2 separate regions of the Columba livia genome follow, and region 1 is linked to region 2. A link is a contact called in public Hi-C data. All regions are on one chromosome and are shown on one strand. Each heading gives the region's core, a stretch centred on a gene start, on an enhancer-like site or on the middle of the called end of the contact. The rest is flanking DNA. Distances are from core to core; before and after follow the strand shown.

The links. Hi-C and Micro-C count contacts between places; a contact is called where the count stands out from the background.
Region 1: a Hi-C map of crop shows a contact between it and region 2, with 2.6 times the contacts expected there. The contact joins the promoter of LOC102087681 here to the enhancer-like site in region 2. A contact is called at or near these places in 2 of 2 Hi-C or Micro-C datasets (crop and liver).

What each region holds. Positions count from the first base shown.
Region 1 is chr6:23,639,050-23,646,007 of bColLiv1.pat.W.v2, forward strand. It overlaps LOC102087681 (dual specificity protein phosphatase 13B), which reads right to left and starts at 3,112. Exons shown (of 4, transcript XM_021284351.2): 1 at 2,583-3,112. LOC102088175 (dual specificity protein phosphatase 13B) reads right to left here. Exons shown (of 5, transcript XM_065068572.1): 4 at 6,722-6,942; 5 at 4,466-5,584. The coding sequence ends at 5,358.
Region 2 is chr6:23,529,848-23,536,931 of bColLiv1.pat.W.v2, forward strand. It overlaps KAT6B (lysine acetyltransferase 6B), which reads left to right. Exons shown (of 17, transcript XM_021284349.2): 9 at 8-123; 10 at 1,636-1,777; 11 at 4,755-4,916. Among named protein-coding and RNA genes, the nearest start is that of DUSP29, 66 kb to the right of the region's middle. Within about 2 kb of position 4,469, at least 1 of the 3 cell types and tissues checked has an H3K27ac peak away from gene starts, as active enhancers do.

The DNA.
Region 1 (6,958 bases), core at 1,862-4,361, 110 kb after region 2:
CACTCCAGGGCAGAGGAAACCTGTGTTTCTGCTTTGTGTTTTTAGGAAAGTAGGGAGATGAAATTCAAAATAAAACATAGCAGATGGGAATCTCACAGAGACAGACACTGGGAAATGTTTAGACAAGCTTTGTCCCCAGTCCTTGAGCTCAGGATTTAGCAACTAAACCGTAGAGACTTCAGAAAGACAATGAAATGCATTTTGGCTTCAAATACAGTTCCTCCAGAATCCAGTGAGAGTTGTGCATGTGAATCTGAAGGCAGAATATAGCCAGCAGTATGGGGAATAGATGTAATGTGAGAAACTCTCATGCTATATTATTATAGTCTGAATTGTTTCCATCATTTTGGGTTAAGTAATTCCCCGCTATCCATCTCTAAAGTGCAAACAGTACAGCCTTGATGTGCCCCAGGGAAAGGAAGTAAACCAGCCTTTGAATCTTTACCCAACCTTACTGCTCATATTTTGCTTTCAGTGAAATGTTCAAATCCTTTAATATTTCATTCCCATAAAAATATATTTACCAGGGGTTTTTGTGGCAGCAGTGAGGCTGTGTTTATTATTTTAGGAACACCACACGACTGGCTTTAGAGAAAAGACAAGGCAGGAGCTCAGAGTGCTGTAAATCTATCTGAGAACAGCATGTTTTCCACCTGTTGAGGCAGCAACCACAAGAAAAGATGCACATAATAATTATCTGTACCTCAAACGCAGCACCAAGTCCTGCACCTCTGCTCCCCACCTAGCAGACAGCTTGATAACAGAATTACAGAAGAGGAGCACCGAGAGTGTAGAGTAGGTAGTGCTTTGTGAAGAATGAAAGAGCAGCTCTTATTAAAGAGAAACTGGAAGGTGGAAGATGAGAAGGAAAGATCTGAGGCGCTGTGATGCTAAAAGAAGAGTGGACCTAAGGAACTCCAGGAGCCTGCCTTATTCTTGGAGTGGTGGTCAGGTTTTTGCCAATAGCTTTTCCAAGGCTGCTTCCATTTGTACTCTTAACATCAGAAATCATTTCCACTGACAAATAGGTGCCCTATACAACTGCTGGAGCCCGTTCCTTGTCAGAGATGGATGCCCTGTGCGGTACAGGCCTGATCTCAGTGACACCATGAGTGACAATGATTGTGTGCCAGGACCCTGATCTTCCCCTCCCTGCCTCCTGACACTGGGAGCACGCTGGCGCTATGCTACCATGTTTTTTGCAAGTGCCCCAGAGCATCTGGTGTAGGAGAAGGGCTGGGGACAGCATGGAGAACAGGGATGCAGAGCAGGTGAAACACCTTTGTTTTTTCCTGCTGAAGTGCTGAGGCTTGTAAAGATCTTTTTATCCCCTTCCTCTGACTACCAAGAGGAAAGAGGTGGCATTTGGCTGGGTGAAGACTCCCAGAGCCCAGATCCTATGAGCTCGGGAGTGGTTTGTACCATGGTAGTCCCTCACTTGCAGAAAGGAACAGATCCTTCCTAGCAGGGATTTGCAGGGGAACGGAATCATCCCAGCCCTGATTTAATCTTGACAGAAGCAGATGATGAGAAGACTGTGTGCTGAGTTGGAGTTTTCCTTTGAATTCCTGCGGTGTTGAAGGCAGTGCTATAAATAGACACAGTATCCTTTTTACCCTGGTACAATTCTGCCTCCAGCTCCTCATATAGACAGTAAGTCTGCTGGTAGGTATTTAGCAGGAATTAATTTAACCCAGTCTTCTCCTCCTGCACTCCTTTACTCCAAGCATCCCAATGTCTTCTACAGACACACAAACATGTTTCCTCAATAAAAATGTTCTGAGGAAGGCTGTTGATTTTAAAAATCCTGTTTCTTTCTGAAAATTCTATCCTAGTTATAAATAATTCATAGAAGTCCCAAACTATGGAGGGTTAGTATTAAAAAATAAAGGCAAAAAAAAGGCAAAAAATTATCCCCACCCCCATCTCTTGAACTTCTTTATATAGATATTTTTTTCCACACCCAGGTTTTGGTTTTGAACTGCACAGCATTTCATTCATAGTCTGTTTCCCATTTTCTCCAGTGTAACTGGCTGCCCAGTTTCTCCCTTCCCAAGAAAGACTCTAGTGAATATTAGCTGAGAGGGAAACCCAGATACAGTGTTTCACGGCTATTATCTTAAAGGCAGATCTGTAATAAATTTAAATACAAGACAGATTGGTATTTAAAAAAACAAAACCCTTGAATTTAAGCATCTTTTTCAGTGAGAGATCCTCAGCCTGAGAATCCAGCTGGAAAGCAAACTAAAATTTCACAAATAGTAGAGCTTCTGAGTACAGCAGCATAGATTATAATCTGGCCTAGCCCTGCAGTTGTGTTGTTGCTTGCGGAGCTGGCTGTGGTTAAATTCATGCTTCTCAGTGCATGTATTAAGTTCACTGGGGGTTGGTTTGTAAACAAGCTTAAAAGTACTTGCCTGGTAGTAGAAGGTCCTGTGCTGCGGTGTCTTGGATTACCTTTGAATAATACCAGTTCCTTTCCTCCTAAAGTGCCAGTTGCACAACAGATTTCTATCCTCTCAGTGTTCAGTTTATTCAAAATCTATTTTTAATTGTGTTAATTATAAACCATAATCCCCTACCCTCTTTGGACCTGCAGGAGCCCGGGCGGGCAGCCGCGGCGGGAGCTGCGCTGTGGAGGGGCTGATCATCATCAGGTGGTGCGCTGGTTCACCCCGGCCGGGCCGGTGCTGGCGGCGACACTGGGGTTTGCAGAGGGAACGGGAATGTCGCGGGGTGGTTGGGGTGTACCCCAGATACCTGGGCTTTTGCCGTGTGTGCTTGTTGGCGGGGCAGTTGCGGCTTACGTCGGAGAAGAGCAGTCGGGGGGTGGCTGGGCTTGCCCCGGCACACCCGCATTGGTGGGCAGCTGGGGTTCAACCTTGTAGCGGGTGTCGGGGTGGCTGGTGCGTCCTTGTGGGGTTGGGGTTACCCCTGGCACGCAAGTGGGGGGTGTGGAGTTTTACTCTGCCTGTGTGCGTGGCTGGGGCTGCGGCATTCACGCCGGTCACGCGTGCCCGTGGGGCCGCCGGGGTCTGTCTCGGCGGGGCGGGTGTGAGTGTGCTGTGCCCGAGCCCCCCGGCGGCACACGGCGTGCCAGGGCGGGGGCGCTCCCAAGCACGGCCCCCGCACCGGCTGCTGCTTTTCCTTCGGGGTTTGACCCCAACTCGGAACAAAAGGGCCAACCCGGGGGTCGCCGGGCCCCCCCGCGCCGCCGCTCGTGCTGCCGGCCGGGCCGACGGCGCCACCTGGCGGCGCCACCCGGTGCCGCGGCTGGTGCGGGGGCAGCGCCCGGGCTGGGGCGAGGGGGTGCGCCGGGTGTTTTGCGGGGAAAACCGAGTGCGTTGCCTCGCAGGGTGAGAAAGTGCGTTCTGTGTGCTGTTCTGCAGTGTTTACAGTAATGTGCCATCAGAGTAAGACACACGTTTTCCAGTCGCACCAGAAACACAGTAAGATTTTATCACATGAAATGCACATAATTTACAGGTATCTTGTACCTCTAGTGAGAACATCTTCAGCTGTGCCCTTTGCTTTGCAGATGGAAGTGGCTGACTGGCCTCAGTCCCACTGCTGCCAAGGGCCAGGAGAGTTTTCCTGTAGGTGGGAAATACAGGGGAATGTGGATTTTTGCTTGGGGCTGGGGGAATCTCTGTAGCCAGATCCACTGTTGTTGGTTTCCCACTCGTTCTGTAAGTTGAAATCAATTTATTTGAGTTAATTGGTAACTGAGACATGCATATTAAATTTTTATTTGGGTCTGAAGCATACATTTACACTGACCGTTGCTACTTGCTCTGTTTTTGTTGACGTTGCAGAGCAGCCCTGGTGCTTGTCAGCAGGTTTCCTTAGACAGGGAACTAAAGCAAAGAAACACTCCAGCACTGCTCGCCTGCTGCTTGGGGATGTCCAGTCCACAGGGTTAGTCCAAATCAAAACCCCCTGAGATGCCCTGCTGTGAGGGTCCAGTCCTCAGTGCCAAATGCTCTGCTTTGTGTTCTTGCTTCTGTAGCCTGGTCCACATAGAAGATGTAGATATTGCCAAAGAGTATTATAAAAGGTGCTGAGTTGTCTGTCCTGAAGGCAAAAATCTGCCTTGTAGACAGCAGTGGGAATGGCAAGGAATGTTTTCCCTTGTTGCTGTGGTGTTCTTGAGCAGCCAGCTCACATGGTGGGGAGTATTCATGCTTCTGCATTCCTGAGTTTGGTACTAGGAATGCAAACAACTGCCATCCCCAAGCTGGCTTTGTGCTGTGAATGTTTGTCCGCTGGGAACTGAGAGCCAGATGTGCTTCACAAAGTTTCCAGGCAGCACTGATCCATCAGATGACAGTAGCTATTGAATGCTCTTATGGTGGCCCAGGGACACAAAGATGAAAGCCTGATGCCTGTCAGCACCTCTCTTGCCATTCCTGTGTCCCTTCAGTTTTCACTTGAGTCCCCTCACAAAAGCAAATGCCACAGAACATGATGTTGCAATGTTAATGACCTTTATTTTTGAGAAAGAAAATCCCAAGTTTTATAATGTTGGACTGTCAGGCAAATTTGGGACCCCTTTAACTTTGTCATCAAATGCTTTCCTGCACCCGCTCCCACTGCCCATACAGATGTTTGGAGCCTCAACTGGGAGCCCACCTTCCTCTTCAGAAGCATTTTCCACAGCATGTCCTCGGTGGATTTTACCAGGGAAGATGAACATTATTTGAATACCTTCTCAAACAGAGGTACTTTTTATGGACTAAAGAAGAATATATCTAATGAATAGTTAAAGAGAAAATACTATAAGCAGACCTGGAATAATTTCTTAAAGAGTGGCTTGTGTTGTTTCCCAGCTGCTCTGTGTTTAAATGGCCTCTTACCCCCAACTCAGCAGCTCCACCAATTGTAAAAGCAAGAACTAACCAGTGCCAGATTCAAGTCTCAAAATACAAACCATTTCAGATGCAGGGAGCAAAGGGGTGTGGGGCTGATTCATAAGAAAACTTCTAAGCATTATTGTAGCAGAAATAATATGGCATCTTTCACCTCAAATAGCCTAACACTTCATAAAGTGATATGGGCTTCACTAGTTGCTGAAACACAGCTATTTCTGAAGTGGAACCTGATATCTTTTTTTTTTTTTAAACCAGCAGAGAGCAATGTTTTAAGGTGGAGAGTGAGAGATACAATATACAACCAATTGTAAATATAATCTGGGAGGATTTTGCAAAATGGAAAGATCAAGTAAAATCTCCTTTTAGTCGTAACATGGATTCTGGCGTATCATAAACTTGTGTCTTTAGTTTACAACTGCAATTCATTTAAAAGAGATACAGGAAACTCAAATAACGTTTTGTTCTCTTTCTTTCAGCAATATTTTCTTACAGCTCTTTAGTAGCAGATTCTCTGGTTCCTTTCCTCTCTTCATTTAATTTAATGTCCAAGTCCCGGAGCTGGCTGAGGAACCCTGAATTTGGGCAGATGTCTCTGTGAGCACTCACTGTTTTCAGAGCATCCACAAGCGTCATGTTTTCATGGATCATTAAAAAAGCGAGCACTAAAGATGCAGAGCGGCTTATCCCCATGGCACAATGAACAAACACCTTACCTGTAAAAGAAAAGGCACAGCAAGGTGGGTGGACTTTACCATTTCTAAAGCAAGAGGGACACAGAGAAGACAAAAACTACTAGAAATTAGTTGGGAAAACAATGGTGATGATTAGTGAATACTCATGTTTTGACAGCATAAGATCGTGCCATTCTTCTCCAGTAAGGTCATATTACATACTGACCACATGCATCTAACTTAGGCCTCAGATTAAAATCGTTGAAATTTCCTATGGAAGGAGAAGCTTGCTGTGTCTAAACTTGATAGTATAGTTTTCTGTGGAAAAAAAAATGTTTTGGCAGAAAATTTTGGCCCAGCCCTGACTGTGATCACTGACAAGTCCCATAAACTCTGTAGAAAGTCTGCCTGTAAAAGTGGACTCATAATTTACTGTATCTCAGCAGCCCAGTGTGAGCTTTAACTGGGGATTTAATAAAGCACTCCAGTGAAAGCAGCAGATCTCACAGCCAGTCAGAGTCGGAGCAAACTCTGCAACAAATGGAAATTATGATAACTAGGCCATAATCCAAAGTCTGCTGACAAAATTCAGCAGGCTGTGGGTCAGGCTTGTAGTTTTTGACTTAGTTCATTAACTTTTGCTGCTTCTCTAGCTTAATAGACAGTCTGAATAAAGCTCCAATTCTGTGAAGCACTTAAGCGTGTGAAGACTTTAAGCCTGCGCTGAAGCGCGGCTGCTCCCGGCTGGGCGCACCGGGAACGGGCAGCGGGCTCTGCGGCCCAGGGCAGGGTCGCGGGGCTGAGCCCGTGCCGGGGTGTGCGGTGCGTGTGGAGGCACACGGATCCTGCGGGTTCCCACAGGACAGACCCATGGGGCAGCCCCACAGTGCCATAACCTCTGCTTTCGCCTCTCCCTGCTCCTAGAGTGGGCCCTTTCCTCCAGCACACAGGGTTTGTGGCGACCAGCCCTCCCCAGCCCCTGGGCATCTGGCCATGGCCACCTTCCCTGCAGTGCATGGCATAGACACCCTCCTCCCATCCTCTGCATGGCAGTTCTGCATGTGCCTCCTTGAACCCTATGCTGAATCTGAGCCTTGCTGGCTGCCTGTTACTGCAAGGAGAAGCCATTTGGCTCATGTTGAAACTTCTTCCCAAATATTCTCTTTGCCTCCCCCTTACCTCCTGAAGTGTTTAAGCCTTTGCCTATGAAATTGGCAGCATCGTAGAAAAAGATACTTATATCAAAGGAAGGATCATCAAATGCTTCTACTCCGTAGTACTCTATTTGCAGATCTTTGTAATATTTGGCTCCTGTATTGATGCTATAAGGCCCATCTGCTGCATTAAGGATATGAGTAATGTTGAGGCTTTGAAGAGTAGTTTTGCTCCTAGCAGCCCACCTGTTGAAAGACATGA
Region 2 (7,084 bases), core at 3,219-5,718:
CTGACAGAAAATTGGTTGTAAAAATGGTGGTGAAACGAGTGGGCGATACCCTTCTGTGATTGAGTTCGGAAAATACGAGATACAGACCTGGTACTCTTCACCTTACCCACAGGAATATGCAAGGTAGCGAGTTGTCAGGATGGTTGGAATTTTTACTAATGTTATAATTGCAGTTTACTTTCTTGTTCTTTTGTAATTGTTCATAATTTACAACTTTTATAAGTAAATATGATTTTGTAATTTTAAGTGAGAACAAGGGTTGATCTCCTTTTTTTTTTTTTTTTCTTAACTAGTTCTAATCAAAGATGCATTAATAAGACTGATTTTTTTCCTAGTCCTGTGTGAACATAATCTTGCAGCATGTATTGGTGTGGTTTTGTTGTTCTTGTGTGTTGGTGTGGGGTGGTGGGTTTTTTGTTTTTGCTTTTCTCTCCAAACCATTGCAAACACGTAAGTCCAACTTCTCGCCACTTGGAGCAATTAACCTTGTTTATCATCCAGAATTTCTTAACATCCTTTTTCTAGGAACCAGGGAGGGGTCTGAACATGCTAGATAAGTCCAAGTGAGGAATTATGGCAACAGCGTCTTATTTGTGGCCGCCTGTGCCAGGGCACGCCTTGGAGTCAGGCAGAGAGCATGAACTAGTATGTGTGCTCAGCACATCTCCTGATTTTTGCATGTGCTGAAAAGAAATTTTTTGATGAATCCATGGGATCAGTGGCACACATGGAGATTTTTAGAACTATATGTTTATCAAGCTCTGCCTCTATATAAAGCACTCAAGTTATGTGGTCTATTCCAAAATACCTTTGCATAGCATTATTTTAAGCTGCCTTTTCTGTCAGTCCCTCTTGTTCCTAGATATGGTCATCTTTGTGTGGTAGGAATGAGTTATGTGTCATCCACTGGTAATATAAAATTCAAGGGTTTAGACAAGTGTAGAAAGCATTTGTATTTCCTGCTTTTATAGTGTTAATATTTATTTGAGTTACTTTTTTATTCCCTCAATTTATGTGATAAGAGAGAGTTACTTGTTTCATCAGTTAAATTAATCCCAGATAGAGACATAATGGTGGATAATTATTAGAATGAGGCACTAGTGGGATGGCACCTGTGGGAGGCAGTGTGGTATTTGTCTCAGTGCAGTGGGATTAGATCATGGAACAAACAGTTCAAATACGTTTATGCTGTTGATAAACTTTCTTGGAATACTGGAGTGGTGTAAACTATGGCTGTGATCCCAATGTGATCCCAGGATCATACTGTTAGTAGCTTAAGAACACATAAAGATTGCCCTGTGCTCTAAAACTTTGTAGACTAGTTTCTGCATCAGTCTTCCCCTGCTTCAGTAATTTAAAAATGAAGGTAAGTAGCCATAAAATTTCTGAAAAGAGCAGTCCATCTCTATTGAATTAGGTTCATTGTGATTGATTGAATCTTTTCTAATGGCTGATGTGTATGTTTAATCATTCACTCTAATGTGATTGTTTTTTTATTTATTTTTTTAAACTTAAGCAGTGTTTACTCATGGTACCTTCTATACAAATGGGAAGGGCTTTTAACTTTATGGTAACTTTTCTGTTTATAGAATTTAATGAATTTTCTGTGTAAATATCTTTCTAATTTTCATACAGATTACCAAAGCTTTACCTGTGTGAATTCTGTCTTAAATACATGAAAAGTAAAAACATTTTGTTGAGGCACTCAAAGAAATGTGGCTGGTTTCATCCTCCAGCCAATGAAATCTACAGAAGAAATGACCTTTCTGTATTTGAGGTAGGTATATAAAAATCTTACCTTCTGAGAGTTTGTAGATGTTGCAGGCCAGTTATAAAGCTAGTGAAAACTTACTTAAATACTTTCTTGGAGACCCTTATACTGCAAAACCAAGCCAGTCTTCCCCCTGTTCCGCCCCACCATATTCTGTCACAATTCTTATTTTCTTTATGCACCACCCAACCTCTTAAGATACTGTATAGTACGTGTCTTTGGGGACTGCAACGGAAGCTCTTTTACTGGATTGCCTTTGCCTTCTCAGCAAACGTACCTCTTGCACCCATTCATTTCTGGCTATTTGAGTATCTTGGGTGTAGGGAGAATACTAATAATGTAGATGCTTCCAATGTATAAAAGCAAGCAAAGCAGTTTCTTGGTTATTGTTATAAAAACAAAAACTTATCTATTAATTGCTTTTGCCTTCATTTTGGATGTTTGAGAAACTTGCCCTGGAACAGCTTGGTTGGATGACAGAGATTCAGTCCAACTTTGGCCAGAACACACTGCCATTAATTTAGAAAGTCAGAGTTGAACTTTGTGGATGTGTATTATTTTTATAGTCTGAATTATTCTCTTGAGACACATCTTCCATTTAAGTTTAGTGTCTTAAGGATATCCTGGACAATAGAATTTTGTGTTTCAGACAGCATGCCTGCAGTAACTACAGCTGTGCATTAACCTCCACATTCCTGTGTCTCGAGAGTTGTTACCCGTTGCATGAGCAGAAAAGACTGCTGGGATTACTAGGATGTGTTTAGATGTGTATATTGATAACTTCTTTTTACCTGCAGGTATCATAGGTTCTTCTCGAAACTTATACTATGTAAATGTCAGTTGTGCTTGGTTATTGCCATTGTCTATTCAAACAGTGGTCGATGGAGTCTTAAAGTCCTTACTTAAATTGGAACAATATCCTAATATTTAGTTCGCTCTTTTGGATTTGTGCTATTAAAAAATAGCTATTAGCATCAAGATTGTAACCTTCCTGACTTGGGCAATGTTTACGAAGACTGTAGATCTCCCAGCAAAAGACTTCAGTTATAATATATATCTATTTCCTGTCAAGAAGCAAAATTGTCCTAGTAAATCCAAAATAACTTAAATTTCTCTGTTAGCAGGTGTTAAGAGCTGTGCAGCATACAATAGGCAAATCCTGCTTTCCAGTTTAATTTCATTAGCTACTACCAATATGTGAATAAAAACTTCTTAAATTAAAATATAGCTCAAAGAAAGGGGTTGGGTATGGGCGGGGGATTGACACAAAAACACATGGCAAACAAAGTGAATGTGAAGCAATGTTCCGACTCTTTCTCCACTGCATTTATTGCCTTTATTTACTTTAGGTGCTTTAATAAGCGCTTATGTTATGATTTCTGAAATAAAGTAGGGTGTTTGTATTTTTAATTCAAAGGCTATTGTCAGTTTTTACTCTGCTGATTGTGGAACCTTACTCATCAGTTGATGTCCTTCCTCACAGATGCTTTCAGGAACTCTGTACACCTGTTTTCTGTTTGACAGAATGAAGGGTTTGTGGTTTCCTTTGTGCTTTCTGCTTTTGAGATGAGTTTGACATTTGAGATTTATGTACCTCTGCCTAGAGCATGACTTTGACAGATTTGAGAGAAGACTTTGACATAGTTTACTACCATGCTGTATGCAAGAAACTTTTGATAGATGCTTGCTATTGAAGTTGCAGTCCCTCTTCCTTCCTCCCCCCTGCATTTAAAACTGATGAACAAGCTGAGTTTGTCTGGAATTTAAGGAGTTTTTTACATTTCTGTACAAATATTCTTGCTGAAAAATATATCTTACATAATTTGGGTTTTCAGGCTTGTGGCTTACCTGATGATGATTTCTACTTGGGTAATGCTTGCATTTAATTTGCACACTTGCTAATAAGTGTGAGAAGCAATAAAGCAAGCATCTAGAGAGTTGGAGTGAGTTGTATGAGAGTTTAATGTGTTTGATAGGTTCTTGAGTACTGCACGTAAGTTTATTCTGATGCCTTCAGGAGCAGTAGCTGTCCATTAAATGTTTTTTCTTTAATCCAGATACTGCAAGTATACTACTAAAGCCACCTTGAAATCCCTAGATATATCCTAAAGTTTGGGGGTTACTTAGATTTTTAACTAGGATTTTTACTAGAAACAAATTAGCATAGAAAATTGATTCTTTTATGAGACAATGTGTGTACCATTTGGCTGTCTCTGCAAATGAAATATGGGTAGTGACTTTACCAAAGAATATTAGTACAAGCAAACTTTTCCATTAAGATTATTTCTAAAATGCTGTTGCCTTTGACTGAGCCTTCCCTTCCAGGGAGTAACTAATTGATTTAGGAAATCTGTGTCTGGCTCTTCTGTAGCTGTCTGAGTCACAGCTTGACTCCTTACACTCGTAACATACCTAGACTAATTGTAGTACTTAGCCTGAAAATTTAATTCTCTTGCTCAATAGTGTTTTAGTCTAGTATAGAAGTTTTGTCTAGTTTATCTAAAACATTGCTGTGATTGATATGTAGTTGCGAACTCATTCATTTGCCTTCCATTTCAAGGATTCAACACAATACACTTCACTGTTTTTGTTTTGTTTGACTGTTGTACACCACTGCCTTTTAGCAAACCACAGTTTAATATCATTTTAACTAGAAACTAGAACATTTTGTTGTCTGCCAGTCACTCATTTTCATTTCAGGACTGAACTGGGAGAGGTAAGTCTCACTTGAACAATGAAAAGGTGAACCTACTTTGTTTAATAAATCCAGATCCTTGGAGAATACTTGCAAAGTAATTAGTACTAACTGGAGAATTCTTATTTAACAAAAAGCTGGGGCTTTTATCTTCTGAAACTTAATGTGTGTTTCTTCTGTACTTCCACCTTGTTCGTGTTTCTTTCTAGGATATGATTGATGCAAGAAGTTGTTTTGTCCTAACATGTTGATGGCATTGAAAATAACTGCATCTGTCTTGCTTTCTAGGTTGATGGAAATGTGAGCAAAATTTATTGTCAGAATCTTTGTTTGTTAGCTAAGCTCTTTCTGGACCACAAAACCTTGTATTATGATGTTGAACCATTCCTCTTCTATGTCCTTACAAAAAATGATGAGAAAGGCTGCCATTTAGTTGGATATTTCTCTAAGGTAAAAAATAAGTGGTTGTTTTAAAAAATACTAATTTTCACCTTTTATTAATATTTGTGCCAACAGCAAAGAAGAAACAATTCAGTAGATTGAATCTTCTCTATAAATTTCCAATATAATGTGCCTTGTCTTAAATACACTTGTACTTTCTTGTCTAAGACACTGATACAAATTGAGCAATTGTATGTGCATTCAGCCACATGTGGTGGTGGGTTTTTTGTTATTGGTTTGGTTGTGTGGTGGTGTATTTTTTGTTTTTGTTGTTTTTGTTTTGTTTTCCTTCCCCTAGAATGTGTTTTGTTTGCAGTAGAAAATCAAATGTTTTTCCTCCCTCTACCATTTTTGCAATAGTATACCAAGTCTAGCTTCTAAAAGTGCTCGGTATGTGAAATGTTGGTGTGTTTTCATGGTTTTACTGCTAGCAGTTCAAGCTGGCTGTTCAGACATAACTGGCCAGCTGCATTCACCTCCTGTGTGCACTCTGATCTAATGCAGATACTCATTGCACTGAGTGGAAGAATGCAGTGCCTACCTAACTTTATGGCAGATGCTTACTTTAGAGTGGATGTCTTTTGGTTGGGGTTTTGCTTTGGATTTTAAAGTAACAGGTGACCGCTACAGACAAAAGTTATACTTCTGTAGACTGTCTTGACAAAGATGACAAAAATAATGGCGAAATATTACTAGATGTGTCTGCAACAGAAGTTTCCATTAGTTTGTTCATAAGATATGTGATGAATTGGTAGTTACTCAGACATTCAGTACTTCTTGCTCCTAGTATCACCACCTCCCTCAGTATATAGTTTTCTTTGTTTATGAAGTGATTTGTATGAAGATGTTGCTTTTAGGAGGTTTAAAAATCATGTCAGAGTACCTCCATATTATAGTGGTATCTTGGGGGTCGCCAGTTCCTTCCAAGATGGGGGGCCTTCCTGGGATTAAAGTAACAGTGAGATGTGTAGACACAATTTGCACTCTTATGTCAGTCGGAAGTTCTTGTGGCATACAAACATGTCAACTCCGATACAGGCAAATATTTCCTACTAGATTTATTTAAGGTACTGGAGGTGTTGAATCTCTCTTGTTGTTTGTTCCTTCCTTCAGCAAGAATGCATTTCTTCCTCCACTTCACCCTTGTTGCTTTTGGCCAGTCTGTTTGTTACATCTGATGATCATGCATGTTTTAACTACCAAAACATAAGAAAAAGAAAACCTCTCTCTCAGATTCCACTGAAGTTATTTACTGAACTGCATGTGTTGTCCTGTGTTTCACCCCTCCCCACCACCTTTTTTTTAAAAAAATGTGTGTTCTTGCTGGCAAAAGTACTCTGGCTTTTCTTCCCTAATGGCAAATAATGTTGGCAGGATGTGAACTCTATGCTAGCAGCAGTCTTGTGAGTTTGAGAAGCCTTCACAGAGAAAATACTTCACCATACCATAGAAACTAAGACACCTGGTAAAATACAGCATGAGTATCTGCTCTCACAGCTGAAGAAATCTTTAGAAACCAATGTTCTGGCATGTGATCCTGACAGTGTCATCACTGGCCTGGTGTCATCTGATGTGTGGAAGCTGAAGTGATAGCTGGTGTCTTAAACTGTCCCTGTGCCTGCCACAACTTCTTGTCGGTTATGCTGACCTGGATATTTTTGGTTGATTTATTGGTCTCCCTCAAAACTACCTAGTGCTGATGTTGAGAGATTTTTGTGTGTATGTGTAATCTTTTAAAGGTAACAAGGCTTCAAGGCTCTTCCTTTTTATCAATAAATGTGAAAGAACCGATAACCTTAAATTCTTAGAACAGTTTCCTAGTTTAGATTCTTCCTTCTTTTGTCTTAATCAATGGAATATTTGCCTCAGTTTCCGGTATGTTAATTACTTCATTCTGTTTGAAAGAGCTCTGACCTCTGAGCACTCTTAATTTGGATTCAGGTGAGAAGGATTCAGCTTTGAAAAAGTCAATATGCTTCAAGTAAGACTCAGTTCTCAGAGTATGGGGTTCCTCCTCTCCACCCCGACCCTGTATTATTTCAGAGAGAGAAGGCAAAATAGAGATGGAAACCAGCAGGCACTTAGCATAGCAATTGCAGAAAATACAGCTTCACCATGTGTATGGATATTATTTTCCGCTTTTATATCCTTGACAGAATGGTCAGTGGAGCATGAAA